Linked DNA regions of Ovis aries: region 1 is linked to region 2. The links are chromatin contacts, called in public Hi-C maps. All regions are on one chromosome and are shown on one strand. The core of a region is the stretch at or near the end of the contact, and the rest is flanking DNA. Distances in the headings are between cores, read along the strand shown. Region 1 holds the start of ID2 (inhibitor of DNA binding 2). Region 2 has its middle 340 kb from the start of TRNAG-UCC.

Evidence for each region. A called contact is a pair of places that touch in the nucleus more often than the background predicts.
Region 1: a contact with region 2 is called in a Hi-C map of liver, with 4 times the contacts expected there. The contact joins the promoter of ID2 here to the enhancer-like site in region 2. A contact is called at or near these places in 5 of 16 Hi-C or Micro-C datasets (blood, liver, mixed tissues and 1 more).

The regions. Positions count from the first base shown.
Region 1 is chr3:18,200,933-18,207,871 of ARS-UI_Ramb_v3.0, reverse strand. ID2 (inhibitor of DNA binding 2) reads right to left here and starts at 5,536. Exons shown (of 3, transcript XM_004005671.4): 1 at 5,054-5,536; 2 at 4,676-4,739; 3 at 3,120-3,884. The coding sequence starts at 5,401. The coding sequence ends at 4,683. LOC105607483 (a long non-coding RNA gene) reads left to right here and starts at 5,722. Exons shown (of 3, transcript XR_009599745.1): 1 at 5,722-6,939.
Region 2 is chr3:17,403,385-17,409,671 of ARS-UI_Ramb_v3.0, reverse strand. No RefSeq gene overlaps it. Among named protein-coding and RNA genes, the nearest start is that of TRNAG-UCC, 340 kb to the left of the region's middle. Within about 2 kb of position 4,526, at least 14 of the 54 cell types and tissues checked have an H3K27ac peak or open chromatin away from gene starts, as enhancers often do. A contact at or near this core is called in liver, where this site is marked.

The sequences.
Region 1 (6,939 bases), core at 4,287-6,786, 800 kb before region 2:
TCATCAACTAGAACAACGACACTTGGAGCCTGGAGGCGCCTACCCACCAGCACAGAAAGGGAGCGTGGGTGCCAAGTCAGGCTACTGACTCTCTGAATGGTCCTGGAGCCACATGCCCACGCTGTGGAGAGCGAGCCCCATAAATAATTAACATTGATTTTTTTTTTTTTTTGAGAAAAGCTCCACAGTACAGCTTCTTATGGACAAGAATGCTATTTCCTTTTCAATTCAGAAGCCTCTTCTCCATTCCAGTAGAACACTGGGCCGAGTTGCTCTGTCCACGAACAGCTGTGCATCTTTCCTCACTCAAGTCACCATCTCTGAACCCAGTTTCCACAGGATAGAAGATGTATGTCTGCCCACCTCAGAGGATTTATCCATGACTTTGAGGACTAAGAGTAAATGTAAACTGACATTTATTGTTTGAGGTTAGTGTGACCTTGATTCCAAAATTAGATAAGGTCTGCACAAGATACCACAGCTCTATTTCATTCTCAAAAATTCCAAGCAAAATATTGGCTGACAGAACGCAACAGTGTCTATAAAAAGTAACAATACGTTGTGTCCGGTAGGATTTTTATATCTGTTTTTTTAATTTATTTATTTTACTTTACAATATTGTATTGCTTTTGCCATCAGGTAGGATTAATTGCAGAAATAAAAGGGTAGTTCACATCAGAAAAATCGGTATCATATACTAGAGAAATAATTTCAATAAATATGGTAAAACTATCTTACCAAATTCACCCCCCAAATTATGATTTAAAATTCTCAAGAAATCCCTAACAATGGAAGGGTTCTTCCTAGAATGATAAAGACTATATATTACAACAAAATCCTAGAGTCAGGTCATCCATAAGGGATGGAGGGTGACCTGTGCTCCAAGGGCCAGGATAGGATAAGAATACCCACTCTCACTCACCCCTATTCCTTTAACACAGCATTGAAGATTCTGGCTAAAGTGCTTAAATAATTCAGAAAAATAAATAAATAACATTCAGTTAAACAGAAGCTTAAGGTAAGAGAAGGGAGAACGTTCAGGCTTTCTTTGGACTTCACAATTCATTTTTCTCCACAATCCCCTTATCATCTATTTGAGGCCAAGGATCACATCTGATACTTTTTTAAAAAATCCAGGACCCCACCTGGTGTCAAGTTGGTGGTAGATACTAGTTTGCAAAAGGGATCTTATCCAAGTTATGAAGTAGTAAAGATGAAATGAGTCGCATGTGGAAACCACTGTACATGTGCTAGAGAAGTAAGCTTGCAGGACACCATCCTTCATTTTCAAAAGGCTGCATCTCCCTGATGCCAATTTCGCTTCTAAGCCTCAAAGCCCCCCGCCCGCGAACGGCCCTCCTCGAGGCGGCCACCAGGTGGCGCCCGGCCTCCACCGGCCGGACCCGGAAAGAACCACTGGGCTCCGACGCCCCAAGTCCCCTCGGAAGGGCTCCCGTTTCCCGGACGCGGCTGCTCCCTTAGGTCGTCGATCGAAAGGCGCGAACTGCCCGCGGCTCCCAGCGACCGTGCGGGCCCGGCTCGCCCCACGCTTCCCTCGCAAGGCCAGGGAGCCCTCGCGGGAGGTCCCCTCCGTCCAGGTCAGACACCGTCTCGGTCCGAGCCGACTGCGGGCGGGGCACCGAGCCTGGGGTCTGCGCCCCCCGCCACCCGGAGGGAAAGGACGCTGGTGGCCAGCGACCTGGCCTGGCGCTTCCCGCCCTCGCCGCTCCCGGGTGCAGCCCCACGCGGAGTGGCCGATCGTGCCGGGCGCTGGAAGGGCGGAGGACGGGTGGACCGACGGCCGGGGCCAGTCCTGAAGGGCGGCCACGGTCGGAATAACCGGTTCCGGACGGGGGCCGCCGCCGGAGCCTGCCTCCCCGGGGGTATGATGACCCACGACAACAGCGACGGCCCCTGGATCCAAGGACCGGCCCACCTGCGGGCGAAGATGCGGTCCGGGGGCGGGGACGATGCGCAGCGCGCGGGTGATGCGCAGAGCTGGCCCGGCCGGCTGCACGGGCCCCACCCCCGCCCTGGAAGGGTGCAGGAGCCCGGCGATGCTGGGACCGCCGGTGCCCCCGCCCCCGCCCCGCGCTTGGGCCGCGAAGGATTCAGCGTCTGGTCCGGAAACGCCGCAGCCGCCCGGGGCGGACTCGCCGGCGCCACCCTTACACCTGCTCGGCTAGGCCTGAGAAGGTGGCCCCAGGTGAGACCCCCTCCACCCCACGCCCCATCCTCACCGGCCCGTCCTCCCCGCTCCTTCTCCAGGTCCCGTCCACCCCGGACCGGCCTTCCTAGCATCCTACCCCCACCCTCAAGCCACACGACCCAGCGATAAAGTGTCTTCCAACGTGAGAAGGTAGTATCAATATACGGGGATACAGATGAACTGTAAACACGTACCTACACCAGTCCCAGAGTTGCCACGTGAGGGATGCGGTGGACACAGCAATCGGATCCTTCCCTGCGCAGTCCAGGCGCAGCCAAGGGTGAAGGGCGATTTAAAGATTTAAACAGAAATCTGTCTCGGAGCCCCGGGCAGGGCCCAAGCCTCCGCCCCAGGCTGGGTGAGCTACAGGTGCAGGAGGGAGCTCGCGGCCATATTACAGCTTCACCCCCAGGGCAAAGGGGCCTTAGGAGCAACGAGTAGCATGGAGGGTTATTTTTTTTCTTTTTGCCCCACCTCTAAATCTTAAAATCAGGTTCAGAAATTCTGTGGATTCTTTTCTTTCCTGATTAACAGCAGTTTCATTTGCTGCAGAAGTGTCTTATCCACTCAGACAGGTCGTCCTCCAGATTCCACATCTAAAGTGCTAGGAGGCCCCACCACAGTAACTCTTGGGTTGGAAACCCCACCCCAAGGCACAGAGCTACTTTTTCCTTGACAGACTAAAAGAAACTTCTGGGTTTACAGACTCCCCAGGACAGTCAGCTTCCCTAAAAAGCAGCAACAGCCCTTTACCCCAGAGTGCTAGCCCTGACCACACATCTGTCTGATAAGGGCCTTCTCTGCACTGCAGATTCCAAGCCTTAGGGGTGGTAGAAGCGATGAAGGAGGAGGGATTAAATAAAATGGCGAGATAGAGACAGAATCTTAAAAATCATTCAGAATTCAGGCATTGACTTCAGACATGTTTTATTATAATCTTATACAGTCTACATAAATTTGAACTTGTATTTATTTGGGTTCAGTTATAACATAGCATAATAAAAATCAAAGCACTGGTCCTCTGAAATAAAGCAGGCAATCACCATTCAATAAACACACTTGATTTATTTTGTATAAAAGGGTTAAGTTTACAACTAAACTTTTATAAAAAGTTTAGCATGAATAAGTACATCATTACACTTTGTATGCAGAAATGTACATTTCTGCCACTATACAAGAAAACTCTAATTAAAGAGTTCACAAGGTTTCACTCAATATATATATATATTTATATATAAATATATACACAGCATTCAGTAGGCTTGTGTCAAAAAGGTAATTTCTGACCAAAAGACTTCATTTAAGTAACTGAATACTGATCCTTCTGGTATTCACGCTCCACCTTTGAAAAAAGGCAAAGTCTGCTTAAATTGGGCAATTCCTTGTGATTTTAACGTTTTCGCTCCCCATGGTGGGAATAGTATATAAAGAAAACCTTCCAACTGCAGAAAGGGCATTTAAAAGTCTTTTTCATAAATAACTAATATCACAGTCCAGGTCAGAAAACACCCTGGGGAAGTTGATCATTCTTAAGTTTTCCTTCCATTTTTTTTTTAAAGGTCCATTCGACTTGTTGTCCTCCTTGTGAAATGGTTGAAAAATAAGTTCAGCGCCTTAAAAGAGCCTGTGGATTTGTTGTTGTTGTTGTGCAAAGGGAAAAAAAAATCATGAACACCTGCAAGAGATCGGGAGAGAAAGGACTGTTTAGGAGGTTTTAACCTAAGGGCAGAGACAGGCAGACTGGCGCCAGGAAGAAGCCGCAGTTTGAACATTTAACCAAACACTCAAACATTGGGCAAACCCTGGCGTCCAGATGCAGCGCACACACTCGGCCTGGACAGCGCAAATTAAACATTAAAATAGCAGAGACTCAGGGGAAAACTTCCCAACGCAATCTCCTATTTGGATCTCCAACGGCAGTCCTCACAGGCGCCAGTCTGCTTCTTGTAACAATTATTTGATTGAAAACAGCCCTTTAGTTAACAGATAGGGAAGTCGGAATCCCACATCACAGGGTCTGAGACACAGGGTAGCAATGCTCAACTAGCCGATCCCAGGGGGCTGGAGTTTTGGGGAAGGAGGATCCCTATGGAATTTGCGGTGATAAGATTAATTATATGGAGGTTAGTACCTCATAGTACCAGAGCAATAGCAGAAAACAGCCGGGGCATGTTACAGGCGCACAAGAAGCCAGTACGTATTCTCCTTCACCACCTTGGGAGTAAGTTACAGGCATTGATTTTTTCTTTTCTTTTTTTTTTTTAAGAAAACGTTCTGGGATTTTGAGTAACAGGAGCTAGATGGCTCTTCATGTCTAGTACGCGTAAACAATGTACTACGTGCAACACAACGAAGTACACGTTCATTTACCAAACCCCCAAATTTTACAGATACGCAAGTACCCACGCGCGCACACACACACTCCAAGCGCCAGTTCACCAACGGGGGACACAAGCAGACACTCACCATTTATTCAGCCACAGAGCGCTTTGCTGTCATTTGACATTAATTCAGAAGGGAATTCAGAAGCCTGCGAGAGAAAGGGGGGGAAAAGGCGCAAGACGTTAGACAACCTTAAGGAGAAAGAACCTCTTTTAAAAAAAAATAGTTTAATTTTGAACAGCAAGTTCCAAAAACCCACGTTTATGATGAATTCAGACTCAGAGGCATTCACATGTCATAACAATTTCACGCACACGACTCCTTCCACAGCAGATTTGTTTTTGTTTAAATGACTGTAACAGGCACAGTGATAAAGTTATTAGCCCGTCTGTAAGTCAGCGACTAGGGCCCGCCGCCTGACAACGGCTCTACCCGAGCATCGCTGGGGGGAGCGGGTCTTACCTGCAAGGACAGGATGCTGATGTCGGTGTTGAGGGTGGTGAGCGGCGTCCTGGACGCCTGGCTCTGCCCGGGTCGCTGGTGGTGCAGGCTAACGATGGTGGGGTGCGAGTCTAGCGCGATCTGCAAGTCCAAGATGTAGTCGATGACGTGCTGCAGGATTTCCATCTTGCTCACCTTCTTGTTTTGCGGGATGCTGGGGACCAGCTCCTTGAGCTTGGAGTAGCAGTCGTTCATGTTGTACAGCAGGCTCATCGGGTCGTCCACCGGGGTTTTGCTCCGGGAGATGCCCAGGCCGTGGTCCGAAAGGCTGTTTTTCCTAACGGACCTCACTGGACTGAAGGCTTTCATGCTGATAGCGGGGAAGGGAAGCGAAGCGATTGGGAGGAGGGAAGCGGGCTGCCCCGAAGCTCAGGCTGCCGCCGCCGCCGCTGCCGCCGCCTCCTGCGAAGCTCGCTGCGCTCGGCACCGCGCTCGGCTCAGAATGAAGCGGAGAGCCCGGCCCGGCGGCTTTTATACGCGCTCGCCGGGGCCACACGACCCGGCTTCCCCGCGACCCCATTGGTGGAAGGCGGCGCGTCCATCAGGCCGGGCGGGCGCGCCCATTGGCAGGTGCGGGCGCGAGGGGAGAGCTCCGTCCTTCCGCGTTCGCAGCCAATCGCCGTGGGGGTGGGCGGAACGGGCGCCAGCCCAGCTGAGGTGGTAAATAGAGTACTGTGAGCGCCGGGCCCAGGGGGACCTGGGGGTGGGCAGGGACCGGGGGACGGCCGAGCGACGGGAGCAGCGGGGCGCGGACGCGGTGGGGGCGGGGACACCCCGGGACCGTAAGTGGGCACCCCAATTCCAATCCCGATCACTAGGCGGGACCCTCCCCCTAAAGGTGCCCCCCGACGGAGGCTGCTACTCCTCCAAGCTTTCAGCATCACTAAGATCACAGCACCCCCGCGGAGTCTGCACGGCAGAAGGGGAAAGCCACCACGGTTCCCCGCTCCTCCCGGAAAGTCATCAAGACGTTATGGAAAGCATTTCCGAAAAAAGGGAAAACGCAAATAACTTTGCCATCGACAACTGATGTTTGTAGATTGAGATCGGCCTCTTAAGATCAGGAAAAGCTTTATGAAAACAAACCCCAAAACACCCACGCGCGCGCATTTCAACGACAGGTTTAAGTGTGGGATCGTGCAACCTGGAGCAACGCAGAAGGCAGTCTAGTAAACTCTGTGAAGTGAGTACTTACTGGATAACTGTGCTGATCGCTAAGGAGCTCGAGAAGTGCGGGACCCTTCCTGGGTTCCTTCTCTAACACTGGGAAGGGCTATTATAATAAAGCTATTAATCGGAAATCATTAGGAGTATTTGCATATTGAAGCTGTATTTACATACACTACCCTTGAGAGGCTGCTGGTCCGCTCTGCAGTGTCGGTGGCAAAGCAAGGTGACTAGCTATGCACACAACATGATTTCTGGTGTCACATTTCAGTGCCTGCTGTATTTTTAAAGTTTTGTACAGGTAGGTGGCCCTAGCCACGGTCAATATCTTCACACTGTTTTAAAAAAAATCTATAAGGTACCAGGTTGGGAATCTTCTTAGCACCAGTACTGGAGGCAGCTTCAGGTTGTGTCACCCGCCCTCATCTTTTTAAAAATTTTTCTGTCTAGAAATCTTTTAAGAACTACAGTTTGCAGTTCTTTACTCAAATCCTCTTCAGTGAATTCACACATAATTCTAACTTAACGGAAGACTACAGTAAGTTAGTTGTGTGTTTTAAACATTTTTCTAGAATACAATAAACTAGAAAGTCTGAAAAAGCATTCTATTTTTAAGTGTCTTGTTTACTTTATCTCAATCTGCATCTCCTCGGCCTTTAAGAAGGAAAAGGAGGGCAGAA
Region 2 (6,287 bases), core at 3,277-5,776:
TCTGCAAACAGTCAGGCCTGTGTGATATGTGTGTGTCTTCTGTTCAGGACATGTAAAAGAATAAGCATCCAAATGAGAAATGGAAGTCAGAAGTGATTACAACTATATATTTCCAGGGATTTACAGAGATCGTGGGAGGAATAAAGGGATTTCCATAGTATATGAGATGGGAAATTGGGCAGAATCTCTGGATCTTAAGAGCACTGGTGACCCCAGGTGACATCTGGTTCACATTTATTATATATATATCACTCAGTTGGTAAAGAATCTGCCTAAAATGCAGGAGACCCTGGTTCAGTTCCTGGGTTGGGAAGATCCCCTGGAGAAGGGAAAGGCTACCCACTCCAGTATTCTGACCTGGAGAATTCCATAGACTATACACAGTCCATGGGGTCGCAAAGAGTCTATATATATATCTCCTCTACCTCTCTGCAAGCTCTCTGGGGCCAGACTTGTCCAATGCCTTTTACCTCCTACTACAACTCCAGGCATAAAAATCAGTGAGGGCATGGATGGATGGATGAACAAATGACTAAATGAATTGAGCTGAGTCATTTATGTGGATATCAGTTGTTCCCATTCTATGGGAGTTTCACAGCACCAAAAACATATTGCATGTGTCTTGACCTCTCTGCTAAGAAAGGGAGAGTGTTTGGGGAGTTTAGGTATTAAACAGAATCGTTCTTTCTTGGTTATGTTTGCTTTGGTGGTCATTGTTGTTGTAATTATTTCCATTAGTCTGATTGACTTCTCTGAGTCGTCAGAACCAAACGTCTGCGTGAAATGTGGAGTGCTATCTCTGAGGTTGCAAGGAAAAAAGGCAAGTGGAAAATTATGACTTCTGGGGCCGGATGGATATAGGTTCAAATCCTAGCTCACAAATGCAATGTTGGGTAAGTTCCCTACTCTCTGAGCCTCTGCTTTTCTTTAAAAGAGGGAGAGAAAAGCTCACACTGCAGATTTTTAGGGCAGCTAAATTAAACGAGATGTTTACCGCCTTGTGAAAAGTATTTGATGCACAGAAGATGCTCAGGCCATTCTGGCTCCATCGTACGGACCTAGTGCTGCAGCTGTGAAAGAAAGTGAAAGTGAAGGCACTCAGTCGTGTCTGACTCTTTGCGGCCCCATGGTCTGTAGCCCACCAGGCTCCTCTGTCCATGGGATTCTCCAGGCAAGAATACTGGAGTGGATAGCCATTCCCTTCTCCAGGGTATCTCCCCAACCCAGGAATCGAACCCAAGTCTCCTGCGTTGCAGGCAGATTCTTTGTAAACTGGACTACCAGAGAAGCCCAGTGCTGCAGCTTGAAGTGAAGAAATCTCATCCCCAAGAACACAGTGGTCATCAACATAGAGTCATATTCATGTTCTTGTCTGAAAATGCATTGTTTTCACTGCCACCAGGAGATCATTTTCCATCTTCTCTTATTGCCATTTTAGTTAGCACCTGGACGAAAGACTGAAGTGACCCAGCTCTGATGCTTCTGTATAAGCAAACCATGTCTTTTCCAAACAGACAGACAGATGAAGAAATGTACATAATGAATTGTGTACATGTTAGAGTAATTTTGAAATTTGAGCCCTTTATAGATCAAAACAAACAAAAAGTACAAAGTGAATTGTACACAGGCTAGAGTAATTTTGAAATTTGAGCTCTTCATAGATCAAAGCAAACAAACAAAAAGTCCTCTTTCATTTTAAACTTTTTAAAAATTGGTCTGAGTTCCAGAATTGGGGAAGTGACACAGAGAGAGAAAACAAATGGGGTGACATTAACATTCTTAATGTTTTTCAGAATCCAAAACTGATTGAAAAATGTGTATTCATGATATTTAGGCTAAAAGTTAACTAGACAAAACAGAAAGTTAGCTAGGTAAACGTTGATACCATTCTAGACTTAATAGTAAGCTCGTGGAGGTCACAGCCATCCTGGATTAGGAGAGTGGTGAGACACGCAGACACAGGCTGAGTCACTGTGGTTGTTCCAAGCAGTCATTAACCCCTTAGAACTTAACACCCTGAGAATGTTTGCTGTGTTATGCTGTGGAAACACCGGGCACCTGGAATTCCAGGTTGGTGACCTGTTCCCGGAGGAGGTCTGGTTGTGGGTCTGATTTCACCAACCACAGGCTGCACAGGTTCTTCTGTCTCTGGGATCTGGGAACCAAGTTGAAGTTAAGGTGACACCACCCAGGTTGTGGGAGAGGCCACCTGGAACTAGGGAAGTGCCTGCAGCCTGGGAGGTCTGGCTGCATCACAGACACAGGTGGGAAGCTGTCACTCGGGATACCTGTGCTGTAAGCAGGAAGCGGTGGTTCTCACGAAGAAACCAGGTGATTCTCCTTATGACTGTTCACAAAAATCGGTGATGAGTTTGGTGCCAACTCAACAAGTCCCTGGGAAACCTATCCCCTCTTCCCTTAGCCATTCTCTCAAGATTTGGAAAGAAAGGCTCCTGAGACAATGGGTTTTAGTGATTTTTTTTTTCTATATCCTGTGACCTAACTCTGAGACACTGAGATAGTGAGTTGACTTTTTTTTTTAAATGAGTTTAAATTGAAGAAAACACCTCTGGCGCTCATATGATACATTTGCTGTTTGCTTTATCAGCAGTGTGATCACAGTCCTCTCCATTAAAAGCTTTAACTGGCTCTCCTTTATCTACAAATGATGCCCACATCCTTTCAAATGGTACTCAAGATGCTCCGTGGTCTGTTATCCAGCACCTTCTCAGTTGGATCTCTCTGTGTCTTCTCGCACCTCCCGTACACACATCATGCTGAATCACCCTTTCACAGTCACACTGTTTGTGCACAGATTCACAGGTTATCATTTGACCGCTTCATCTCCGTGTGCCTTCTCCCATCCATGCACACATCGTGCTGAATCACTCCGTCACGGTCAGACAGTTTGTCCATAGACACACAAATTATCATTTGAAAAGAGACAACTTCTCATCTGGAAACTTAACTCAGTATACTCCTGCTTGTGCTCCTTCCCTGACTTGCACACATAGAACCAGTCCCTCCGTCTTCTGTGTTAAAATTATCCCAGGTTCATAACATCTTTAACAGCACTTTTGCATTGTATCACAGCTAACACAGCAACTTCCTTCCTACCTTGTAGTTTACTTGAGGAGAGACAATCCATCCAACTGATGGTTAATGGGAGACTAATCCCATGGCTGGCACATAGAAGGCACTTACAAAAGTTTGTTGAATTAAGATAGAAAATTCCCCTTCAGTATACTATGTTTCATCATTAACAAAGTTGGAGCTTTATATGCAAAAAATAAAGAAGGAAGAAAATCGCAAAAGAACCAAGAAACAGATGCCTACAGCTGATTTAACTTGTTTATCGTCAGATCCTTTATTCCTGTTGTCAAACACCATGCATGTCTCCTAAAGAAGCATCATTTCAAAAAGCCATCCTTTCTCACCCAGAAGCACACCATTCTCTAGCTTCTGACTTATAAAAGGTGCTCATACATATTTTGCAGTGAATCTTGGGTGAGAACCCGAGAGTCAGAGCTGCTCAGTGTTCATGGCCGCGACCACGTGTGCTCCCTTACCCTGTACAACCTGCCTGCATTAACCCACTCCTTGGTGTAACAGAGTTAGAAAAGGACTCGGAGAACTGCAAGGGGCAGTCCAGGTGACTTAGAAAGTCCAAGATGATGGGTTCTTGCAAGTGTTTTACGAATACTATGTTTTGTTACACAGGGCACACTCACAAGCACATAGGAATAGCTACCATTTGCACAGCGTACCTCAAAGTAAACAAACATCTCCAAGAGACAGATTTTCCCCTTGTGTCAGAGAGGAGGAAACTGAGCCATGGAGAGGTTAAGGAGTGTGCCCAAGGGCACCATGGTTAGGAAGTGATGCAGCCTGGCTGCAGATTTGACTCATTCAAACTCTACATCTCAGCTTTTGACTCTGCCAAGCCAGGATACAAACATAAACCATCATGCCCCATTTTACCAGCTTAGTTGGAAAGCAGGCTAGTAGAAGAGGGTCCATGGGAAGCAAAATAAATGCTTTATTTTATTCTCTTCTTGAGGTAAAATAAAACTATGTAAACTCTTTGGTAGTCCACAAGGAGCTATATGCATTTATACACATAAATGTGAGCACATCTCCCGCAGTTGATGGTGTGGTTCTTGTTGATGCATGTTGAATATATTGGGGGCATCTATCTTGATTTAGGGGCACCCCAGGTGGCACTAGTGGTAAGGAATCCTCCTGCCAATGCAGGAGATTCGATCCCTGGATTCAGAAGATCCCCTGGAGGAGGAAATGGCAACCCTCTCCAGTATCCTTGCCTGAAAAATTCCTTGGGCAGAGAAGCCTGGCCGGCTACAGTCCGTGGGGTGGCGGAGTCAGACGTGACTCAGCAACTGAGCACGCATCTTGATCTAGATGTCTGAACACAAGCTATTAGTCTACACCACTCACATGTCACTCTGTCCTGCACACTCTCTCACTGACACACACTCTCACACATTCAGGCTGCGCTTCCCTCTCAGGGATGTTTGCTCAGAGGCTGGCTCTGGCCGCCTGCTGAGTCTCAGGGTGGGGCCCCTTGCACAGGTGTCAGCGTGGGTGGAAATTTATTTTCTAAACAAGTGAGAAAATGACAAAATGAACAGAAAAACCACAAAAGCGACTCTGTCAGATCTTGGTTTCCTCCCCCCAAAATTGTAGTCAGAAGAGGGAGGAAGTGAGTCTGTAAGGTGGTTTAAGGAATGGTTTGGGAGAGGGAAATGAATGGAGAAAAGAAAAAGTAATAATATCACTTGGCCACACTTTCCTCTTTGCACAAATGAGTCTAGCGGCTGTGAGCTCAGGAATGCATCTTCTGAGTTAGCTCACATTAGGAGACCCAAGATGCACCTCAGGGGGAGGTAAGAAGTCTGGTTTCGCCGTTTATATTGTCAAATTACTGATGGCTTTGCTTAAACCAGGTCCAAAGGCTACAACCTCAGACCTTGCCTGCACGCTTGTAGCCTCAGCTATTCTGAGTCATGGGACTTGGAAAGCATGGGCAACTCTTTCAGTTTTCATAGCCTCACTCCTGCGAGGCACATAGTTTAAGAGCCTGTTTGCTTTTTGCTTGTCAGCTACCATGCTGGGTTTGTGGGAGAGCTTCAGCCATCAGCCTGCTTTATAGGGAAGGCAGGGGCAGAAATGAGACTGAGGAACCCTGCCTGCTTAGGGTTTTCTTTAACACTCTGAAAGTCTTTTCTTCCTGCAAAATTTCAGTAACAATCTGTAATCAATTAGCTAACTAGCTCCCCCTTTTGAAACTTTTCTTTCGGATAAAAACTGCATAATGCTCCAAAGAGACGTCTAACATGCTTAGAATCAACTGTATCAGAAAAAAAAAGATGAAGGCGTTAAAATCTGTCCACATGTAATATCTGCAACCATGCCATTATTTTAATTAGGTTTTCAGCTCTTAGCTTTAGGTCTTCTTTATTGAAGGTACTTTGACACAGCCTAAATGGAAAGGAATCAGAGACACCTTCCTGTAGAGTTAACTTAAAGCCACCACTGGCTTAAAGAGTTTGGTAGGAAAAATGGTGAAACAAACCAAAAAATAAGAATTTGTATTACTGTCAGAAATGTAGACTCTTAACAGATGTCATACCACCTGCATTATTTATTTTGTATTGTTGTTTTATTTTTGTTTTGATCCAGATATTTTCTCCTTTCATCTTACACTGGAAACAAGAAGAGCTTTGGTTATCTTTACAGCTTCAAGCAAATAATCTGTTATGTGGTATATTATATAAATTTCAAAAACAAGCAATGTAGCCATTATGTGGTATACACACTTCAGATGATAACAGTAATAGCAGGGAGAGAAACTGAATGATAATGCATGTTGAAATATTAGGACGAGGCTTATACATTTTTTTTTGTAAATTTACTGTTTTCTTCACATTTTTTATTGAAGTTTGGTTCCTTTGCAATGATATCTGCTGTACAGCAGAATGAATCAGTTATATGTATGCATGTATCTTTTCTTTTCTAGATCTCCTTCCATTTGGATCACCGCAGAGCACTGCGTAGAGTTTCCTACTGCTACACAGTAGGTTCTCATTAGATACCTATTTTGTACATAGTGATATACATACATCAACCCCAATCTCCCAGTTCACCCCACTCCCTCCCTTCCTTGGTATCCATAAGTTTGTTCTCTACATCTGTATCTCTATTTCTGCCTTGCAAATAAGTTCATCTGCACCATTTTCCTAGAGCCAACGTATAAGAAATATTATATG